2 separate regions of the Oryctolagus cuniculus genome follow, and region 2 is linked to region 1. The links are chromatin contacts, called in public Hi-C maps. All regions are on one chromosome and are shown on one strand. The core of a region is the stretch at or near the end of the contact, and the rest is flanking DNA. Distances in the headings are between cores, read along the strand shown.

Evidence for each region. Hi-C and Micro-C count contacts between places; a contact is called where the count stands out from the background.
Region 2: a contact with region 1 is called in a Hi-C map of an unstated tissue, with 4 times the contacts expected there. The contact joins the promoter of CHRNA9 here to the promoter of N4BP2 in region 1. A contact is called at or near these places in 2 of 6 Hi-C or Micro-C datasets (ear pinna and an unstated tissue).

What each region holds. Positions count from the first base shown.
Region 1 is chr2:33,873,649-33,876,696 of mOryCun1.1, reverse strand. It overlaps N4BP2 (NEDD4 binding protein 2), which reads right to left and starts at 1,445. Exons shown (of 19, transcript XR_011386210.1): 1 at 1,307-1,445.
Region 2 is chr2:34,124,124-34,127,171 of mOryCun1.1, reverse strand. CHRNA9 (cholinergic receptor nicotinic alpha 9 subunit) reads right to left here and starts at 1,631. Exons shown (of 7, transcript XM_070068132.1): 1 at 1,561-1,631; 2 at 655-933.

The DNA.
Region 1 (3,048 bases), core at 196-2,695:
GGTTACCTTTCTTACAGCGTGTAAGGATGCTTTCAGGGAAAAAAAAAAAAAAAACTAAAAGGTGCGAGCTAAAATGAGTTACAAGAGAGAGCTGATGTTTGCAAGAAAAACACTAGCGATAATCGATAGGAAGTGAAAGCTTGCTGTGGGGATTAAAAGATAACATTTAAAAACAAAACAAAACAAAACACCAGGAGAGGCAGCTGCGGGGCAGTCATTGTTTTCGGAGAGGCCAGGTTCGTCGCCAGGAGCCCCTGCTCCGGCTCAGCCAATCGCCGCCGGTCCTGAGTTAACCAGTCTCCGGGCAAGCAGCGCCTCCTGATTGGCTCCGAGATGCCGAGTAGAAAAACCAGCCAATCCCGCCTTCCAGTCACAACTGCGCCATGGAGCCCGTACAACCGCTGCATGGCGAGAATGTGTACAAACCCGTCCGCGCCGCCCAGACCGGCGCCTAGTTCCAAAGGCGGTCGCCGGCCGCCGGCCGCAGGACTGGGCCGGCCGAGGCTGCCCGCGCCCTAGCCACCCACGTTTGTCAGATGACTCTTGCGCGGGGAGAAAACTGTTTTAACTCAAAGAGCGTTGAGGGGCAAGCTGTGCCCCTGCTAGGATGCCTCACTCCATGCAAGGCTGATCTCCAAGAGAGCGCCGAGAGGGTCCCGCGGAGCAGGGCTCAGGGAGGGTCCCAGCGAGGGCCAAAGTCCCCGAGAGGGGAAGGGCGAGGCGATCCCAGGGGAGCGCGATGTCTCCCGCAGGATCCGAACCCGGAACGCGTGCAGTGAGTGGCTGTGTGTTGGGGCTGGAAGAAGTGAGTAAATAAACAGCTCTGCTCGCACTCCGTGCTCGGGAACGTGGCCTGAAGTTCTCAGAAGGCGACGCCGCCTGGGAAACACCGAGGGCGCCCAGAGAGGCGCAAGGTCAAGTCCCGGCGGGAACAAACAGGGAGGAGGCCCCGGGGGGCGAGAAGAGGGGTGTGTCGGGGCCTGAAGGTCCGCCAGGCAGAGAGGCCCGGGAAGCGGCCGCGGCCCCCACCTTCGCCCGGCCTCCGGCTGCGCGCCAGGGCCCGCCTCTCGCCGACGCCTCACTTCCCTTCCGTCCGGGCTGCGAGGCCCGCGGACCGGACGAGAGACGGCCCGCGCCCGCCCCCACGTTCGGGGCTTTGGGTCTCGCTCGCAAGCGCCGCCCGCCGCTGCCTCGGGCCCTCGGCTTCGGCTCGTCGCCCCGGGACCCCTTCCCAGCACCCGCGCTCCAACCCCCGGGGGGCCCTCACCTCAGACCCGCCGCCCGGCCGCCCACCCGCCGCCTTTACCTGCTCCTGGAGCCGGCAGAGGGCGTCGAGGCCGGGGCCGCGTCGTCGAGTGAGCGACGCGGCGCCGCGGGTCCGCAGCCCTTTCCCGCCGCCGCCACTGCGCTCTCCGGCGCGGCGCAGGGCTGGCGAGCTGGGGCGGCCGAAGGGGGGGAGACGCGCGGCGAGCGCGCCCGGCGGGGAGACACTGCCGCTCTCCGTCCGGCCGGGGAAGAGCAGCCTCACAGGAGCCAGCCGCGAGAGGGCGGGTGGGCGGCCGAGTGGGGAGGGTCTCCGCGAGTCGGTAATGGCTGCCACGTCGCCCAGGTGGATCGCCGCCCTCCGCCCTTCCCCACACCCGCCGGCTTCCCGCCGCGACCTCTGGTTCGTCCCAGAGCTCCGCCGGGGCGCGTCGGCCCGCCCCGCGGGGCCGGCCTGGGCGACCCGAGCCCGCTGGCGCTGCCACCTCTCGGGCTCCCTCAGGAGCGCGAGTCCCGGCTTGACCGGTTCTGCGGCATCGGACCCCCGGCCGCAGGCGGTCACCCGGGGGAAGCAAAAGCCCCTTGTCTGTGTGTCTGGTCCTGGGAGCAGGCAGGAGCCAAGGGGCCCGGAGTTTGTGCCAAAAAAAAAAAAAAAAAAAGCGGCGCGGTAAACCGCAGCTGCTTCTGGCCCTCCACGCACTCTCTCTAGCCCGAAAACCAAAACAAACACAAGGTCGACCTGGCCGCTCCAGGTGAGGGAGGAAACGGGAGCCGGGACTGGCCCGCGGGCGCGCGGCGTCCCGGCGGCAAGTTGGAGGGGACGGAGGGCAGAGCACGGCGACCTCCGATCCGCCCAGCGGGGGCTGCTGGCGCGGGGCCCCGAAGGCCAGGGCGGCGGGCGCTCGGCCGGCGGACTCGGCGTGGCCGCCCCGAGCCCGGCCGGGAGACAAAAGGGCCGGCAGCCGCCGCGGCCCGGACGAAGGCTGCGGGCGCTCGGTCCCAACTCGCTGGCGGAGACCCAGAAATGTGTGCACGCTTGCTCGGAGGGCCGCGGGCGCTGGCCTTTGCCCCGCTTCGGAGCTGGAGTTTCGGGTGCCGGGAAAAAAACACACACACACACACACACACACACAACACCAGTTTCACGGTGTTATTTCTCTGTTGCCGTCGCTGTGTTACTAGCCCGTCCCCCACGCCTGCTCCATTTTTCTCCCCCCTCAACTGCTCTCCTTGGTTTAGTGTTGTGTGCTCTTAAATATTTAGTGTCTGAAAAGTACGCCGATTTTTGCCCTCGCTTTTTGGGATATGGTGGTGGTGGCTTTGCCTATTTTGGCCTTCCTCTGCTCCCTCCCTTTGCAGTTAATTTTTATTCTACTTTCAGTGTTAATCAAAGATACACGCAAAGTATTCCTTTGCGTGAAGAAAACATTACCTGTCAGTGTTGTTATGGTAACTGCTTTAAACCTAGAGTAAATTCGAGGAGAGGGCAGGTGAGTTTTTTCTTCGTTTAGTGCTAACTGGAACACCTACTCATACTTAATGAGAACATTCTTTTTCTAGAAACCACTAATATTTCAGCAGAAACCTAAGGATGGCAAGTCTGATAAAATTACCAATCCAGAGAAAAATTCAAAGGGGGAAAGATTTCCTTTTGTATTTATTTTTGGTCTTTTTATAGATCCCTTGAGTTCCAGTGTTAAGAAATGACTATGCCAACACCTGTAGTAATGCTTTTATCAAATTTAAAAAGACAAAAAAATTGTTATAACCCAGACTCAAGATATA
Region 2 (3,048 bases), core at 382-2,881, 250 kb before region 1:
AAACTGACCTAGCAGATGGAAGATCTCTGTCTTCAGTTATCAAATAAATTAGTAAATAAAATTTTTGAAGAAGTTTAAGTGTTGTTTATTGGCTATAAATGTACTGTACAAATAGAGAACCACTGACTCTGGCCTATTTAAAAATGCTACTTGCTTATGTAATTGCTTTACTAAATTTATAGGAAGGTCTTCTTAGCCTTCTTGCAATGCATCACACATGTCAGGTTTCCTAACCACACGACTTCTGCAGCTCCTTTTTCCTGGAATAAACCCTAGGCTCTTTTTTTTTTTTTTTTTTTTTTTTAAGATTCATTTATTTATTTGAGAGTTAGAGCTACAGAGAGGCAAAGGCAAAGGCAGAGGCAGAGAGAGAGAGAGAGGTCTTCCACCCTCTGGTTCACTTCCCAAATGGTTACAACGGCCAGAACTGGGCCAGACAGAAGCCAGGAGCTTCCTCCAGGTCTCCCACGTGGGTAGCAGGGGCCCAGGCACTTGAGTCACCTTCCACTGTCTTTCCATGCGCATTAGCAGGGAGCTAGATGGGAAGTGGAGCAGCTGGGACTTGAACTGGCACCCATATAGGATGCTGGGGCTGTAGGTGGCGGCTTTACCCACTACGCCATGGTGCCAGCCCCTCCCCTCAGCTTTGCACACTTATCCATGTGTTCGTGTGCTTTCACGACTCTCCGAGGACTGTGAATGCTCTGAGACAGTTCACCACAGCGCTCTGTGTGCCTCTACAAAGCGCCTCGTTCGCATTTCCGGGAAGCAGCTCGGAGAGTCTTACGTAGCCTGTCCAGGCGTGGCAGCGGCTCAGACCATGGTGTCTCTCTCTTGTGAGCCCCTGCTCAGCCTTCCTATGCTGAATTCAACCAACATTGATTTCTGATGCTGAAATCACACACTGGCGCTGGCGCTGGCGTCTGCTCTGCCCTGCGAACACAATTCACAGAACTCCCAGAACTGCCAGAGTTTGCCCCGGAAAGCGGCTTTGGGACAAGTCTTTAAACAGCATGTCCTTGAGGGACCGATCATGACAGAACGCAACAGAAACATGAGGGTACTTCAAAAAGTTCGTGGAAAATTGAATTAAAAGATAGGTTTATGCTGATGCAGAAAACTTTAAAATCCATATGTAGTTTTTTTCATAATACACATTTTCCATGAATATTTTGAAGACCCCTGAGTACCTATAATTTAGGCCTTAGTATAAATCATGCCACTTAGCCTTATCCTGGATGGATAAGAAAACACAAGCCCTGCAAAGCGCTGTTTCCACACGTTTTTAGCTGAAGGAGCAAACCAGCACAGTAACTAGGACCCCGGGTTCAAATCTTGGAGCTGCCACTTTTCAGCAGAGTGGCCTGGGGTAAGACGTGAACCCTGTGTGTCCAGGTCACGATCTGTAATGGCGACGGCATGAAGGACAGCCCGCAGGACCGCCCCGAGCACCAGGTGAAGTCATACTGGACAGAGCTTGAGACAGCAGCTGCACTGTGGCAGCTGGTTGCACGTGGTCACGCCCGGGCTGCTCGTCAACCACACTCGCGCCCGCCTCACCTCTCTTCCCGCTGCCTCCGCCCCCTGCCCCATCCCGCCTGGCTGGAACTTGCCACCGCGTCTGCCCTGCACGCGTGACCTGCCCTCTCTATAGCCCTCCTCCCGTTTCCATGGCTGCCTTCCTTTGCCCAGTGTAAGTGAAGCCTCCGGCTGCAGAGGCAGGTTTATTTATAGCTGAAAAAAAATTAGTGTGATTTTGCTGGAGCTTTCTGCAACCATCAGTCCGGTACTGTAAGAGCACCCACATTTATACTGCGGCCTCGCTCTGTTTTCCCAGCGCCCCGCACTCATTAATTAGCTCCTCAAAACAGTGTTTACTGAGCATCTGTAGGGGAGACGAAGCTGGATCCAACCTCTTTCCACCAGAACCTAGGGTCTCCCCTAAACCCAGCCTCCCACGTGCCAGCCACTCATGACACAGCTCCACCGGGATGCTCATGGCTCTTCAGACATGGGCACAGTTCAGCGCACCACCCCCGACCGCTCCTGGCCACATGCACCTGATTTTGGGGTGGGAGCCACCAGTCCCTGGTCCCCCATGCCAAGAGCTGGGAGTGGTCCTGGACGCCCTCTCGTGTCACTGCATCCCACCTGTCCTCAGGCCAATCTGTCACATCTGCTCAGCCCAAAATGCTCCTCTTCTCATCTCCTCTGGTGTACAGTGCAAATCCCCTCAGGACTGGCCCCTTACCTTCAGTGTCTACCTCCCCTAGGAACCCCTCCACACTGTCATTACGTAGGCCTTTGGAAATCCAACCACATTACACTCCCCTCTCATCTGAAATTCCGGCAGGATCCCCTATCATCCAGGGGAGGAAGCCCCCACTCTAAAACACCAGGTCCCCTCATATGCTCACCCTCCTCACCAGACTCCTCTCCTGCCAACTCCACACAGCTTTAATAACAAGGTGAGTTGGCTGCAAACTTCCACACTGTCGTACGTGCTGTTCCTCAGCTAGGAATACCCCTCCCCTTCTTGTCTAACTAGAGAACACCTTCCCCTATTTTTTTCTTTAAAGATTTATTTATTTGAAAGGCAGATTTACAGAGAAGCAGAGAGAGAGAGAGGTATTCCATCTGTTGGTTCACTCCCCCAAATGGCCGCATGGCTGGAGCTGCACTGATCTGAAGCCAGGAACCAGGAGCTTCTTCTGGGTCTCCCACATGGGTGCAGGGGCCCAAGGACTTAGGCCATCTTCTACTGCTTTCCCAGGCCATAGCAGAGAGCTGGATTGGAAGTAGAGCAGCCAGGACTTGAACCGGCGTCCATATAGGATGCTGGCACTGCAGGCGGCGGCTTTACCCTCTATGCCACAGTGCCAGCCCCAACATTCTCCTCTTTTAAGATTCATTTTGGGGGGCCAGTGCTGTGGAGCAGTAGGCTAAGCCTCCACCTGTGGCGCCAGCATCCCAGACAGACTCCAGTTCAGGTTCCAGCTGCTCTACTCCCGATCCAGCTCTCTGCTAAAGCCTGAGAAAGCAGTGGAA